2 separate regions of the Gossypium hirsutum genome follow, and region 1 is linked to region 2. The links are chromatin contacts, called in public Hi-C maps. All regions are on one chromosome and are shown on one strand. The core of a region is the stretch at or near the end of the contact, and the rest is flanking DNA. Distances in the headings are between cores, read along the strand shown. Region 1 has its middle 44 kb from the start of LOC107936262. Region 2 holds the start of LOC107945525 (PLAT domain-containing protein 3).

What was found. Hi-C and Micro-C count contacts between places; a contact is called where the count stands out from the background.
Region 1: a contact with region 2 is called in a Hi-C map of leaf, with 2.1 times the contacts expected there. The contact joins the enhancer-like site here to the promoter of LOC107945525 in region 2. A contact is called at or near these places in 2 of 34 Hi-C or Micro-C datasets (both in leaf).

Annotation. Positions count from the first base shown.
Region 1 is chrA12:72,413,263-72,415,962 of Gossypium_hirsutum_v2.1, reverse strand. No RefSeq gene overlaps it. Among protein-coding and RNA genes, the nearest start is that of LOC107936262, 44 kb to the right of the region's middle. Within about 2 kb of position 1,307, at least 2 of the 9 cell types and tissues checked have an H3K27ac peak or open chromatin away from gene starts, as enhancers often do. A contact at or near this core is called in leaf, where this site is marked.
Region 2 is chrA12:71,805,850-71,808,791 of Gossypium_hirsutum_v2.1, reverse strand. It overlaps LOC107945525 (PLAT domain-containing protein 3), which reads left to right and starts at 1,398. Exons shown (of 2, transcript XM_016879578.2): 1 at 1,398-1,517; 2 at 1,651-2,300. The coding sequence starts at 1,473. The coding sequence ends at 2,106.

The sequences.
Region 1 (2,700 bases), core at 58-2,557, 610 kb before region 2:
TATTAAGGCTTGAACTTAATAATTGTTTCCACATTGGGCCTAAACTCTAGGGTGTCAAGGATCAATTTGAACAAAAAAGAAAGTTCGAGCCCCAATGTGGGAATAATTGTCAAATTCAAGGACTAACTTGGATAAAAAAAAGTTTAGGCCAATATAATAACATTTGTCAAATTCAGGATCTAACTTGAACAAAAAAAGGTTCAAGCCTAATGTGAGAAAACTTATAAAGTTCAAGCCCAAAAAAGTGATTTAACCCAAAGTTAATTATAGATATATAAGTATTTTAAAAATAATTAGTAAATAATAAAAATGAGTTGTTGATAACCATATGGTCAAGGGTCCAATTCTACCTCTTTGAAAAACATTCATAGATAAAAAAAATTAACCACTGCTGTCGAATGATAGATACCTTAATTACGATAAAAAAATAAATGATTGATTTGACCTTAATTGAACTTGTGTTAGAAAGTATAAAAAAGTTAAGATAACAACTTGACCTGTGTATTAGATTAATTTTGTAATTTCATCGTCAGGCTAAGTAATTAATTCTTTTTATTTATTTATTGAAGCCACTTTCTCATGACTCATGAGTTAACTGGATCTGGAAGCTGAAAAGCTAAATTGTTTAGTATATGCTTGTTATTACCAAGCAATTGGGGAAAAATTAATGTCCAATAATTCAGCATGTAAGTGAAAATGAGATGACAAAGCAACAAGATGATGCGAAACATTGTCCCATCTTGGTTTCTTGGTTGTAATTAAACAATTGCATGTCAATTACCTTTGATTGAGATTGAAGGGTGTGAAATTTATTCTATTTCTATTTCTATTAAGAAATTATACTATCTAACTAATACGATATTTAAGCGAAATAAATATATTTATTTTTCTTTAAGTATTAGTTTTAATATCGGGTTAGATTAAATTATAATAAGATTTATGTATGTTATTAGTACATTTTATACTTATTTAAATTTGATCTAATTTAAATATGAATATCAAATCTCAGTTATAAACTATAAATATCATCATGATATTAAATATCCAATTGTAAAAATAAGAATTGATTTCATTGCAGGTAACAGGCAATAGCCAGCATCTATGTTACAAAAAAAAGAAAAAAGATTTAACAGGTTTTGCCCAAATAGTATTGATGCAAAGATGGGGTCTGCCACACATGCAAACAAAAAGGTGGAATAATTAATGTTCCCTACCAATTTGAAAGGAAAAGATAGAGGAAGGGGCCTCCATGGCTTGCATAAAGGACACAGTCCTTCCTACCATTGAGTCCCACTACAGCTTGTGTGGAAATTAAAGGAATTAGCACTCATCACCCACATCATTGGGGGCCAGAAAGAACACACACACATAAATAGTCCCCCCCCCTTTCAACTTCAATACTTCTTGCTTTTTTTTTTTCTGGTACAAAGAAATAAATTGCAGATATAATGCTGTGAACATATACTGACTGAATATTACCTTTTAAGGGTGGTAATGCATGTAAAAAAAATTATCTTTTGGGCTACTAACACACTGCAATGGGTAATTATGAAAATATGAGCAAAGTAGAGATCAGGCACCTATATGTTTATCTTTAATCAAGAAATGCATGTAGTGAAGTTCTCTCAATATTTATGTTGATTTCATATCACTAAAATTTATGAAAAAAGCTAACCCATTTTTTTCTCCATTGCATTCTGTAAATTGCTGCTCGTTTGTTAATCAGTAAAATCTGCCTTTAATCCTAATGAAACAACCTGCGTAAGAATTTTATATGAAAAATAAAATTAATAGGCCAAATCTTAGAAAATAATATTAATTCAAATAAAATTTCAGAAATTTTAGCATTAGATTGGGCATTCATTAGGGGTTGACCGGTCAAAAAATCATTAAAAATATTTCGAAATGAAAAAAATTTGCAAAAATATAAAATTTAGTAAATAAATATTTAGAAAAACTTAAAATTTATTTAAAAATATATAAAAAATATTAAAAAGTTATAAAAAAATCTTTAAAAAATTTTCTTGTATGTTTACTTTTTTTTCTTTATTTTCCATTCTCTTTTGCTTCTTCCTTTGTTTTCCTCCCTTCTTCATCTCTATTTTCCACATAATTAATTCAAAGAAATAGGATTTCAAACATGAGGCATATGCAAAGTTGTTTCGCTTGAATGATCTAATAATTAATTCAAATAATTTTGGATTTCAAACATGAGGCATTTACAAATTATGTCAAAGTGTCAACTAAAGGTTATTTGTTAATGTCTAGCATTTAACTATATGATGGATTTATGGGTCTGGTTGCATAAAAATCATTTGAGGTGGCGCTTGAAACCGCCATTAGGATATGGAGAAGGGAGAAGGGAGAAAGGAAAATAAAAGAAAAAAAAAAGGAAAGTTAAAATAACATAAAAGATATGGAGAAGCGAGGAAAATAGAGGGAGAAGCAGAAGAGATTAATGAAAAAAAGGAAAGTTAAAATGACATAAAAGAAAAACAATTAAATTGCTCAAAACGAAAAAATATGGAGACCAATTGTATAATTGAACCTAAAATTCTTGTTTGAAACAATGATTTAACGTGCCACGTTAACATACCATTATATGACAATTAACAGCTCAGTAACTAAAATGTTACAACACAATAACATAAGTGACTAAAACGTAACATTTCAAACAAAAGTGACTAAAATGTAACCTAA
Region 2 (2,942 bases), core at 149-2,648:
ACTATAACTTTTAATCTAAAATTACATTACAGTCCCTCCGCTCTTATCTCTATCCTGTTTTCTAACTGTATATAGCGTTTGAACTTACATGCGATCGACAAGTCACACAACTTTAGGGACAGTACTGTAATTTTCCGTGAAGATGATTTCATTTCAGCCAGGTGTGAACCAAAAGTCCTTTTTCTTTGGCAAACGTCAAATCATTGCTTAATTGTTTAACGCATTATTATATATATAATCTGTACATTTGACTTTGGAAGGATAACATTTTCGAAAACAAATATGTTACATAATACATTTAATTTTAAAATGAGATTTTTTTAGCATTGTGGATTTTGAACATTTATCTCAATATGCACATAGTCTCATTAAGTATATTTGTTATGAATTAATTTTGTTCAATTTTTTTGGTAAATTAGACAAAGAATTACATAGAATAGATCATAGACAAATTATAGCCATTATCCTCCAAGATCTCTTTAATTTTCTATTTTTTAATTATTTATTTGATTATAATTCGATATATTTACGATTATAACAGTAATTTCAAAAATCAATGCATTAACCAATTATTATTGTTTTATTTATATGTTGTTAATAGTCCTTTCACGATAATTAAAATCATAAATAAGCCAACACTAATTCTTACTTCAAAGTAATTATCAAATAAGTCAGTTATGCCTATAATCACCAATTAAATATAATTTTTTATTAATTAAATATGTATAATAATTTTTTGATTCAGTGAGAAGAGTATAAAAATGTAGGTTTAATCCTAAAACAATTTCGTACCCACTTTCAGTTATAAAGAATAATTAAATATATGTGAATTCAGTATTATTACATTTGTAATAGAATTAATTCAAAATTTGAATTTACATCAATTTCATACTTGATCCAAATATTTTCTACTAAATTATCAAAAGTAAAATAAATGAATAAATATTTTCAGCACTTGTATTCATTCTTCTAGTGCTTTTATTTTTGTTTTTGTTAATGTAATTCACCACAGTACCTTCAGCAACTAAAAATAATATAGGACGGTACATTAAATAAAGGTCTAATAACGTATTTCATCTTTTAAGTTTATAAAAAAAAAATTGCCTTTTATTTAACTTTTTAGTTGTTTTAGATTTTAAGTTTATTCTCAAATTATTTCAAATACAAAAATTTAAATTCGATTAATTTTTTGAAAATTAAATTCGATAAACTTTATTAAATTGACATCCATATAATCTATTTACATTTCATATCATTAATTAATTAATTTTTTAATTTAAAAATATTAAAAAATATATTTTTTTATTTTTTTATTTTTAATAAATTTTATAAATTTTAAATTTTAAAAATTAATTAGTCGTGGTATTTATAATCCACGTGTATCCTCAAAGAAAATTGAAAGGTTGTAAAAAATTCAGGTACCTTCCCAAAGAAATTGCATATTTATACGACACTCTATGTAAATTTCTCTAATGCGAGAGCCTCAAAACGTTAAACCCAATGGCGATCCCAACTCAGTTAGTCCTCTCCTTTCTCCTCCTTTCTTTTTCCTCCGTCGTTTTTTCAGTAAGTAGCCCTCAACATCCCCCATAATCTCCTCTCTATCTCCAACTCTAACCTCTCGATCTTTCTCTTTTTTCTTGCTTGTAGGACGGTGAAGATTGCGTTTACTCGGTCTACATAAGGACGGGATCCATCATCAAAGGCGGAACCGACTCCATCATCGGCCTACGGCTCTACGATGCCAATGCCTACTCAGTGGAGATCAGCAACATCGAAGCGTGGGGTGGGTTAATGGGGCCAGGATACAACTATTTCGAGAGGGGTAATTTGGACATTTTCTCAAGTAGGGGACGTTGCTTGGATGCCCCTCTTTGTGCCATGAACTTGACCTCCGATGGTTCGGGTGAGCACCATGGATGGTACTGTAACTATGTGGAAGTTACCATGACTGGCGTCCATAAACCTTGTAGCCAGCAGCAGTTCACGGTGGAGCAGTGGTTGGCGCTCGATGCCCCACCTTATGATCTCACCGCCATTAGAAACTATTGTCCCTCGGAGGTTCCCGATGATCGTCGTCATAGGAAGTCTAGCTCTAGCATTTGATGCGTTTTAGTTAGAATAATAATAATTATCATGGTGATAATGAGGATGATTAATAAGAGGGGTAGGTGGGGATGATTATGGACTCATGGTTTGCACCGGCCCTTTGGTCATTAGTGTTCGTCTCTTTTTGTTCGATGACGTTTGTCGTGTAATGTGACAATTATGGATTAAATATATTATGTTTTCACTACAAATATTAACTATAAACTTTATTACATAAAAAAAATATAAGTATTAACTAATTTTTCTATGATTCTTAATTATAATGTATTATATTTATTTTTTAAAAATTTATAAAATCATTCGTAATGTTTTAATAAAAACGCAAATTGCTAATAATTTATTTCAATAATAAGACATAATATGTTATGTTTATTTCAATAATAATAAATGATTTATTAATATTTTTTAAAATAATTAGTGTAATAGCCAATTTCGGCCTAGGTCAAAAAAACAAAATTAAACTCAAATGAATAATGAAAGCCCAATTGTTCTTTAAGTCCATTTACAACATATGTATGGCGCAACAACATAAGACCCATTTCAAAACCAAATACAAACCCAAACCAACTCAAATTTCAAAACCAAATACAAACACAAACTACCCAAGTCCAATTCTAACCCTAGCCCATTACAAAGAGAACAGCAGCAACCCTAGCTACCAAGCCTCCAGCCGCCGCATGCTAGGCCAACCATTGGCCACCTCGCGCAGAGCCTTCCCCGCACGCCACCATCGGTTTCCACGCCTCTACACCTGTAGAGAGAAATTAATACAAGGCATAATAGCAAAACGACAAAAAAAAAATGGAGGTAAAGGGTTGTAATTCAGCTTTAAA